3 separate regions of the Mus musculus genome follow, and regions 2 and 3 are each linked to region 1. A link is a contact called in public promoter capture Hi-C data. All regions are on one chromosome and are shown on one strand. Each heading gives the region's core, a stretch centred on a gene start, on an enhancer-like site or on the middle of the called end of the contact. The rest is flanking DNA. Distances are from core to core; before and after follow the strand shown. Region 1 holds the start of Bex6 (brain expressed family member 6). Region 2 holds the start of Muc13 (mucin 13, epithelial transmembrane). Region 3 holds the start of Osbpl11 (oxysterol binding protein-like 11).

What was found. Promoter capture Hi-C pulls out the DNA fragments that hold promoters and counts their contacts.
Region 2: a contact with region 1 is called in a promoter capture Hi-C map of pre-B cells, with 2.0 times the contacts expected there. The contact joins the promoter of Muc13 here to the promoter of Bex6 in region 1. A contact is called at or near these places in 3 of 39 promoter capture datasets (the HPC-7 cell line, liver and pre-B cells).
Region 3: a contact with region 1 is called in a promoter capture Hi-C map of pre-B cells, with 2.5 times the contacts expected there. The contact joins the promoter of Osbpl11 here to the promoter of Bex6 in region 1.

What each region holds. Positions count from the first base shown.
Region 1 is chr16:32,178,515-32,181,075 of GRCm38.p6, forward strand. Bex6 (brain expressed family member 6) reads left to right here and starts at 1,286. Exons shown (of 3, transcript NM_001033539.2): 1 at 1,286-1,387.
Region 2 is chr16:33,793,201-33,795,761 of GRCm38.p6, forward strand. It overlaps Muc13 (mucin 13, epithelial transmembrane), which reads left to right and starts at 1,289. Exons shown (of 12, transcript NM_001382834.1): 1 at 1,289-1,375. The coding sequence starts at 1,327. It overlaps Gm15658 (a long non-coding RNA gene), which reads right to left. Exons shown (of 3, transcript XR_003951910.1): 1 at 2,545-2,561; 2 at 1,052-1,446.
Region 3 is chr16:33,183,784-33,186,344 of GRCm38.p6, forward strand. It overlaps Osbpl11 (oxysterol binding protein-like 11), which reads left to right and starts at 1,288. Exons shown (of 13, transcript NM_176840.3): 1 at 1,288-2,217. The coding sequence starts at 2,021.

The DNA.
Region 1 (2,561 bases), core at 36-2,535:
CAAAGCCGGAGAGAGGGCAGGCCCTGCCCTAACAAGAAAAACATCCCACCAATCCCTGAGCTTGCCCCAAAGATCAGGCTACATAATCCCTCGGATTCCAGACCACCCTGGAAAGCTTTGCCCACTAAGAAACCACACATAAACTCTGTGCTCTGCCCAGTTCTCTGCTGCCTGCCAGGTTCCATTCCCGGGTGACAGAAATTCGTGCTTATTCAGTGCATGGAAACAAATGATTGTTGGCTGTTCAATCATCCCTCTACCTCTTCAGATGATTCACTTCAAGGCATCAGCATCCTCGGAAGGTCAAGTTCCTCTTAGAAAATGGTGCTGTGGTGGCCAGTATGGTAGAAGGAAAGAACTGGCGCCCACATGTTTTTAGATGTTTAAATTGCATTTATTATGTGTGCACAGACATGTGTTTGTAGGTCAGAAGACAACTTGCAAGAGTCAGTTATAGCCTACTCTTTGAATTCCGGGGCTTGAACTGGATTATCAGGCTTGGCAGCAAACACCTCTACCCACTGAACGGACTCACCAGCCCCTCCTGTGGACTTTAAATCATTTCTAAAACATTCTAATACTTCTATACTATTCTGTTCTAAAACTACCCTATACTGTTCTATTTTATACTTCTGTACTATGCCTAATACACTGTATTCTTAGGGATGTGGCAAGAAAAAGAATCTAACCTTAGTGAGTATATTTTTAAATTATTTTTTACTTTAGTAGACAATATGATATGTTTCATAATGGCATTTTCATAAATATGTATCATCATACTTTGTCAGACATAATTTCTTATTTTATTTTGCTTTAGGACAGTTTTCTAAAATGTTTTTGTTTTGTTAGAGACAGAATTTCTCAGCCCTTGTAGCCTTTGTAGCCCTGACTGTCCTGAAACTCACTCTGTAGACAGGGCTGGCCTCAAACTCAGTGATCCTCCTGCATCTGTCTCTCAAGTGCTGGGATTAAAGGCGTGTGCCACCACCGTCCAGCTAAACAGCTTCTTATAGCCCAGGCTGGCCTCAAGTTTGCCGAACAGCCGAGCATAACATTGAGCAGTCTTCTAGCCTGTACCTTCCAAGTGCTGCTGTTATAGGCATGTGCCCATGTTAGTAAGGGCTTGGGGAAGGAGGAACCTTTAGACAGAGCTAGTGGGGATGTAAACTGGTGCAGCCTCTGTGGAGACCAATGTGGTGTTTCCTCAAAAAAAAAAAATCTAAAAATAGAACTACCAGTTATACCACTACCCAGCTATACCACTTCTGAGTTTACAGCCAAAGGAATCTAAATCCACACACTTACCCCAGAGACACTTGTCGGTTCATGCTTACTGATGCCATACCGACAATAGCCAAGATATGCAGTCAGCTTGGAGGTTCAACAGGTGAGACAATTTTTTTTTTAAAGATTTATTTAGTATATCTAAGTACACTGTAACTGACTTCAGACACACCAGAAGAGGACATCAGATTCCATTATGGATGGCTGTGAGTCACCATGTGGTTGCTGGGATTTGAACTCAGGACCTTCACAAGAGCAGTCAGTGCTCTTAACCACTGAGCCATCTCTCCAGCCCAGGTGAGGCAATTTTTAAAAGTGATATACACACAATGGAAGTCTGTTGAGCAATAAAGAACAAAATTATAGCATTTTGCACAAGGAATGGACTGAATGAAATATTGCTATGTTAAGTGAAATAATTCAGACTCAGAAAGTCAAATATCACATGCTCATGCATATGTGGACTCTCAACTTAAATTTGTGTGTGTGTGTGTGTGTGTGTGTGTGTGTGTAGCTTGAAAGCATAAAGGGGAATGCAAGATGGGGGAGGGGACAAAAGAGGGTGATAGAAAAATCTGTGACATGAAAGCAGCCAGACTCTTGGAGAAGAGGACAAAGACAAGGCATAGGTGACAAGGGGTGGATAAGAACCAAGTACAATTACACACACACACAATGTCACAGTTACACACACACTCAATATCACAATCACATACACGCAATGTCACAATTGCATATACAGCATGACAATTACATACAGTGTCATAATTACACACTCAATGTCACAGTAACATACACACAATGTCGCAATTACACTCATTCACAGTGTCACAATTACAACACAGTGTCACAATTACACACATATAGTATCGTAATTAATTATATAAACAATGTCACAATTACACAGGGTCACAATGGCACCCATTACTTTGTATGCTATTTTTTAATTAAAATATTTTTAATTAAAAAAAATTTTTAGGGATTGTGTGTCTGTGCTTTTATTTTATTAGTGTCTCTGTATGTGGTGTGTGTGTGTGTGTATGTGTGTCTGTGTGTGTCTGTGTGTGTCTGTGTGTGTGTCTGTGTGTGTCTGTGTGTGTGTGTGTGTGTGTCTGTGTGTGTCTGTGTGTGTGTCTGTGTGTGTCTGTGTGTGTCTGTGTGTGTGTGTGTCTGTGTGTGTCTGTGTGTGTCTGTGTGTGTCTGTGTGTGTGTCTGTGTGTGTCTGTGTGTGTGTGTGTGTGTGTGTGTGTGTGTGTGTGTGTGCTGGGAACAGTATG
Region 2 (2,561 bases), core at 39-2,538, 1.6 Mb after region 1:
TTCTTCTCTAGAAAGCCCTGTCTCTACCCAGGGCCGTGGACAGAAGGCAGAGCTGAGCGCAGAATGATCGACCAGTAACAATGGGCCTGCTTTGCCAGGAGGAAGCAGCCTTCCTTCTCTTTGTGGGCCTCAACAAAGCTGTCACCCCCACCTCCCTTCTTCCCTTCCCTTTTTTTTAATAGAGAGGAAGGAATGCTTTTAAAAAGTGACTATGATGCCATTCACATGGTGATTGTTCTGTTGCTGTTTGTTTGATTTTATTGTTTTGTTTTGTTTTTTAAAGACAGTCTTAACTAGGCAACCCTGGCCGGCCTGGAACTCTCTCTGTAGAGTAGGCTGGCCTTGAACTCACAGAGATCTGTCTGTCTCTTCTGCTTCCCAAGTTTTCTCTTTGCTTGTGGAATTTCAAATTGGCCTCTGTTAAAATTGGACCCACGACAGACGGTGGGCCAAGGTGGTTATGGGAAAGGGAGCCTACCGTCAATAACCTTCAAGCCTGCTTCTAATAGGAGCATGACAACTGGGGTCTATGTCCAGTTAAAGTGATATGTGAGATGGAGGGAAGCTTGGAAACGTTAGCTCTAGAAGTTTCTAGAAGTGACCATTAGGAAAAGCCCAGTGTGGGAGTCCACAGCAAAAGATGACACAAGTCAAGTCATAAATAGTTGGAGAAAACATGAAAGGACTTTTCAGGTATTCTTGGAACAGCAGGTAGAGAAAATAGAATTCTTTGCAGTCAAATGGTGGGGAGTTGGGGAGGGGAGGGCCCAGAAGATGACTCAGAGTTAAAGGCATCTGCCACTAAGCCTGATGACCTGAATTCCATCCCATGATCCCACATGGTGAAGGGTCAAGAATCAACCCTTCCCACCATCCTCTGGCAGCTACATGAGCACTGTGGTGTGCACACACAAAATAAGAAGGGGTCAGAGGTAAGGCAATCATCGTTCTCGGCTAGATTACTGAGTGTTTAGAGAGACAGTAGTAGGCTCTGGGGAGGCGATAGGTCTACCATTCCCAAGATATAGAGAGATTAGCTGAATACACTCACCTTTGACCTTGCAAGGATTTCTAAAGAGAACTCAGACTTCTACAGTTGTCCTGGACTTTGAGTCAAGGATATCAACCTGAAGCTGGGCTCAAGTGACCTGACTCTGAGGTTGGAAGCAGCCCATGCTGTACGACCAGAGACCAGATCCTGACCACGAATTGCCTTTGCCTCTATCAGTTAATGAGTGGACTTCGGACTTGAAAGACAGTTAAAACTCCAGGCAGCGAAGGAGAGGACACATTTCCTCCTTGGATTATCAAGCAAGAGCAGCTACCATGAAAGGCTTCCTGCTTCTCTCTCTCAGTCTCCTTTTGGTGACCGTGGGTAAGAAACTCCTTTTTTGTTATTTTGTGGTTGCTTCTGTAACTTGATAAGTTGAATTGGTATCGTAGTCTCTGAAACAGAAACAGCAGGCTTGATCCTACAACTTTTTAAAGTGGCTGCTAGTCTTGACTTGGGGCCATTTCTTGACTAGCTCAGCTCGGAGATGCTGACATTTTCATCTGTGACCCCCAAGACAGCAGAGGCAAAAGAAGTCTATGGCTGACATTGGGACACAGCAGGGCAGAGGTTTGTCTGAAGTTGGATAAAGATGACTCAGTCGTGCAAGGATGAGGTTAGCAAGCTGGATCTAGATCTGTTCCTGTGATCATCAGAGAGTCAGACCTGGAGGGGTCGGGGATATGTCTGTTTTCACCAACACTTGAAACTGGGGATCTCTGGCCAAAAAGAGCAATCCCAGTGGGGGTTAGAGCCCCTACAGGTGTTCTTCTTCTGGACTAGGGAGAGTTTATCTGGGTTTGAGTAGGTAAGGAATTTGTCCCCCACCCCACCCCATTCTGAGAGAAATCCAGATCTAGACGTCAAATGCAAGAAAGGAATAAGGCATTGGAGGCAGTGGAAGGGGGAAGAGAAATTGAGTTCAATGTAAAGGACCACTTGACTTGCTTTGTTTGGGGGATGGAATCTCGTGCTACCAAGGTTAAACTGAACTCTCCATACAGTAGATGAACTTCTGATCCAACTGCCTTGGAGTGCTGGGTTATAGGTATGAGCCAACATACATGGCAAGATAGGAGCTTTTGAAACCTCTTACTACATTTAATTACCATACATGTGGAGGACATCGGACAACTCCCAGAAAGTGGTTTCTCTCCTCCCACCCCCTGAGTGAGATTGAACACAGCCGGCCAGCCTTGGCAGCAGGCTTCTTTTCTTTCTTTCTTTTTTTTCTTCTTAATTTTTTTATTATTTAAATGCATTTTATACATCAAACACATTAATAATATTGAGTATTTTGAGAATCAAATAACATTAAAAATGTGTTCAACTTTTATATTCATATCCTTTCATACCCTAAAAATATCATTAATGGATATTTAATACTATCCATAAGCAAACTTCTTTCTTTATTCCCTGGACCAATATTTTTTTTTTGATCTGCTTTTAAGATTGGGGGAGAAGAGCTGTCCTAAGAGGAGGGTAGGCCTCACCAGATCTCCTCTGCCAA
Region 3 (2,561 bases), core at 38-2,537, 1.0 Mb after region 1:
TCAGGTATGGTGGCACACGCCTTTAATCTAAGCCACATCTTCTACTGGAGGCCTACATCAGGACCTTGAAGAAAGAAGGTTCACTCTTCTTCAACTGATTGTACTTACTTGCTAGCAAGTCTGTTGGAATCTATTTCCACAGAAGACCAGCTTATACTAGCCTCACAGGCCTGACTTCCCACTCACAGCTGCCCATTGTTGGGTTAGTTGGACTACAGACTGTAAGTCATTACAATAAATTCCCTTACTATATAGAGACACTCCATATGTTCTATGACTCCAGAGAACCCTAAGACAAGGATTATTTCTTTTTTTTTTTTCCGAGACAGGGTTTCTCTGTGTAGCCCTGGCTGTCCTGGAACTCACTCTGTAGACCAGGCTGGCCTCGAACTCAGAAATCCGCCTGCCTCTGCCTCCCAAGTGCTGGGATTAAAGACGTGTGTCACCACACCCGGCTAAGGATTATTTCTTAAGTACACCAGTGTGGTTCTTTCAAGTAGTTGTTACCCAGGTTAATCATGCCCACCTGGTAGAGGTAAACTTTCCCTGTGCCTAGACAAAGAGTTAATGGCAGGCTGGGCCTTGCAGATGGTTGTGGTCCTGCATTGCCCCTGTGTCTTGTTTTAGGAATGCTCTTTGATGGGTATAATGGCAGGTTGTCTCCTTTTGCTGTGGGAGTGGAGCCTAACTGGAGGTCAAGCTGAGGGGATAAACAGTAAGAGAAACTTCTTCAGAGACCCCAAACTTCAATTATGGTAAAAGTTTTCTTTCTTACAGTTTGTAACAAACGTGGCAATAAACTACTTTTCTTCCAGTGTTATTGGTCCTTTTTAAGTAAGCTTATTAGTAAATCCTTTTTATATCAATCTACTTCAAGTTTCTCCAGCATCACCAAGAGCTCTAATTTCCAAGACAATTTCCTTTTCTTTAAGACGATTTACCTTAGTCCAATATCATGTTGGGTTTTTTGTTGCTCAAAAATGACTGATCAGTTATTTTTCCCCACTTTGTTCTGTAAATTCTTATTTTTTTAGGTTCCCTTAAAAGGCAAGGAATGGGGCTCCCCAAGAGAGTATAGGACCTGTTTAGCAAGACCGTTTCATTCCCTTTTTCTCCCTCCCTCCCGCCTGCTGCCTCTTTCCCCACTGCTTCTTTCAGCTCCTTCTCTCCCTTGAGGCTCCGGTCACCGCCTCCTTTCGGGATCGTCTGCCCCAATCAAAGATGGCGCCGCCGCTTCAATGCTAGCGGAAATGAGCTCACACGACACCGGAAAGGAAGGCGGGGAGAGCTAGCAGGCGGGTGGGTGACCGGCTGTGGGTGGGGCGGCGGCCCGGGCCCTGGCTCTGGCTTTTACGTTTAGGGCTAAGGAAGCTCCAGGGAGCGGTCGGCTCCTGTGAACTCCGTGGGGCTCCAGGGCTAGCGCTCTCGGAGGAGGCCACGGTGAACCCCTCGCCTCCGGCCCAAGCTCAGCGGCCTCGGAGCCCGCGTCCTGCCCGGCGGCGTCTGCCCGACCCTCCGCGGGCTTCGCGCGACCGCTCCGGCTCAGTTCGGGGCTGCGGTGGGAACCGCGGAGCTGGCTGGACAGGGCCCTTTCTCCCGAGGACCCGGCTGAGGAGAAGAAGCGGCGCGGCTGGCCCGACCCCCGAGTCCTGAGGTCAGGCCGTGGGCTCCGGGGCTCCCGGGCCGTGGACCCCGTCCTTGCCCCGCGTTCCCAGGCAGAGGATCCGCGACCTCGCCCGCGCCGCCCGGCTGCTCCTCGGAGTGTGGCACCGAGCCCTCTGGCGGGGTGATTTGTCCTCCTTGTTCTTGCTCGGGAGAGGCATCTATCTGAAGGGTACCCGTGCTCTTTAAAACTTTTAACCAAAGTGGAAATGCGTGTCCTCTTTTTCTGGACCACTGTCGATTTCCACTCTAGCCGAGGTCTGAGATCCCGTTGAGAGTAAAAAAACGAGAGAGAGAAAGGGGGAAAAGTACTTACAAAATAACTCTGCACTTGGTGTCCCTCGCCCGAGAAGGGCAGATGAACTTTGGAGTTAAGATGCAGGGAGGTGAGCCGGCATCGGTGATGAAAGTCTCCGAGAGTGAAGGGAAGCTGGAGGGCTTGGCCACAGCAGTGACCCCGAACAAGAACAGCGGCAACAGCAGCTGTGGGGGTGCCATCAGCAGTAGCAGCAGCAACAGCAGCCGCGGTGGCAGTGCGAAAGGCTGGCAGTACAGGTATGGCCCTCCAAAGTGATGTTCTGGGGTGGCTCGGAGTGTGATGGGGTCTGCATATCCCAGTTGGAAGGCCAATTCCAAAGCGGCTGATGATCTGACTTGGAGATAGAACCCTGCTTTCGTGAGCAGGATTGACTTTCTTCAGAAATTCATTCAACAGGTAATTTTTTGAGGCCCTTTGAGGAATTCAGAAATGTACCCCAGAGTTTTCTCGATTATCCAAGGGCTTATTCTTCCTCTGATTTATCTCTACACTCACTTCTGGTTTTTGCCTCTGTTGTAATCTGTTTACAAGCAAGCCTGAACGTCTCTTAGAGCAGAAACTGTGGAACTCAGCGCTTTGA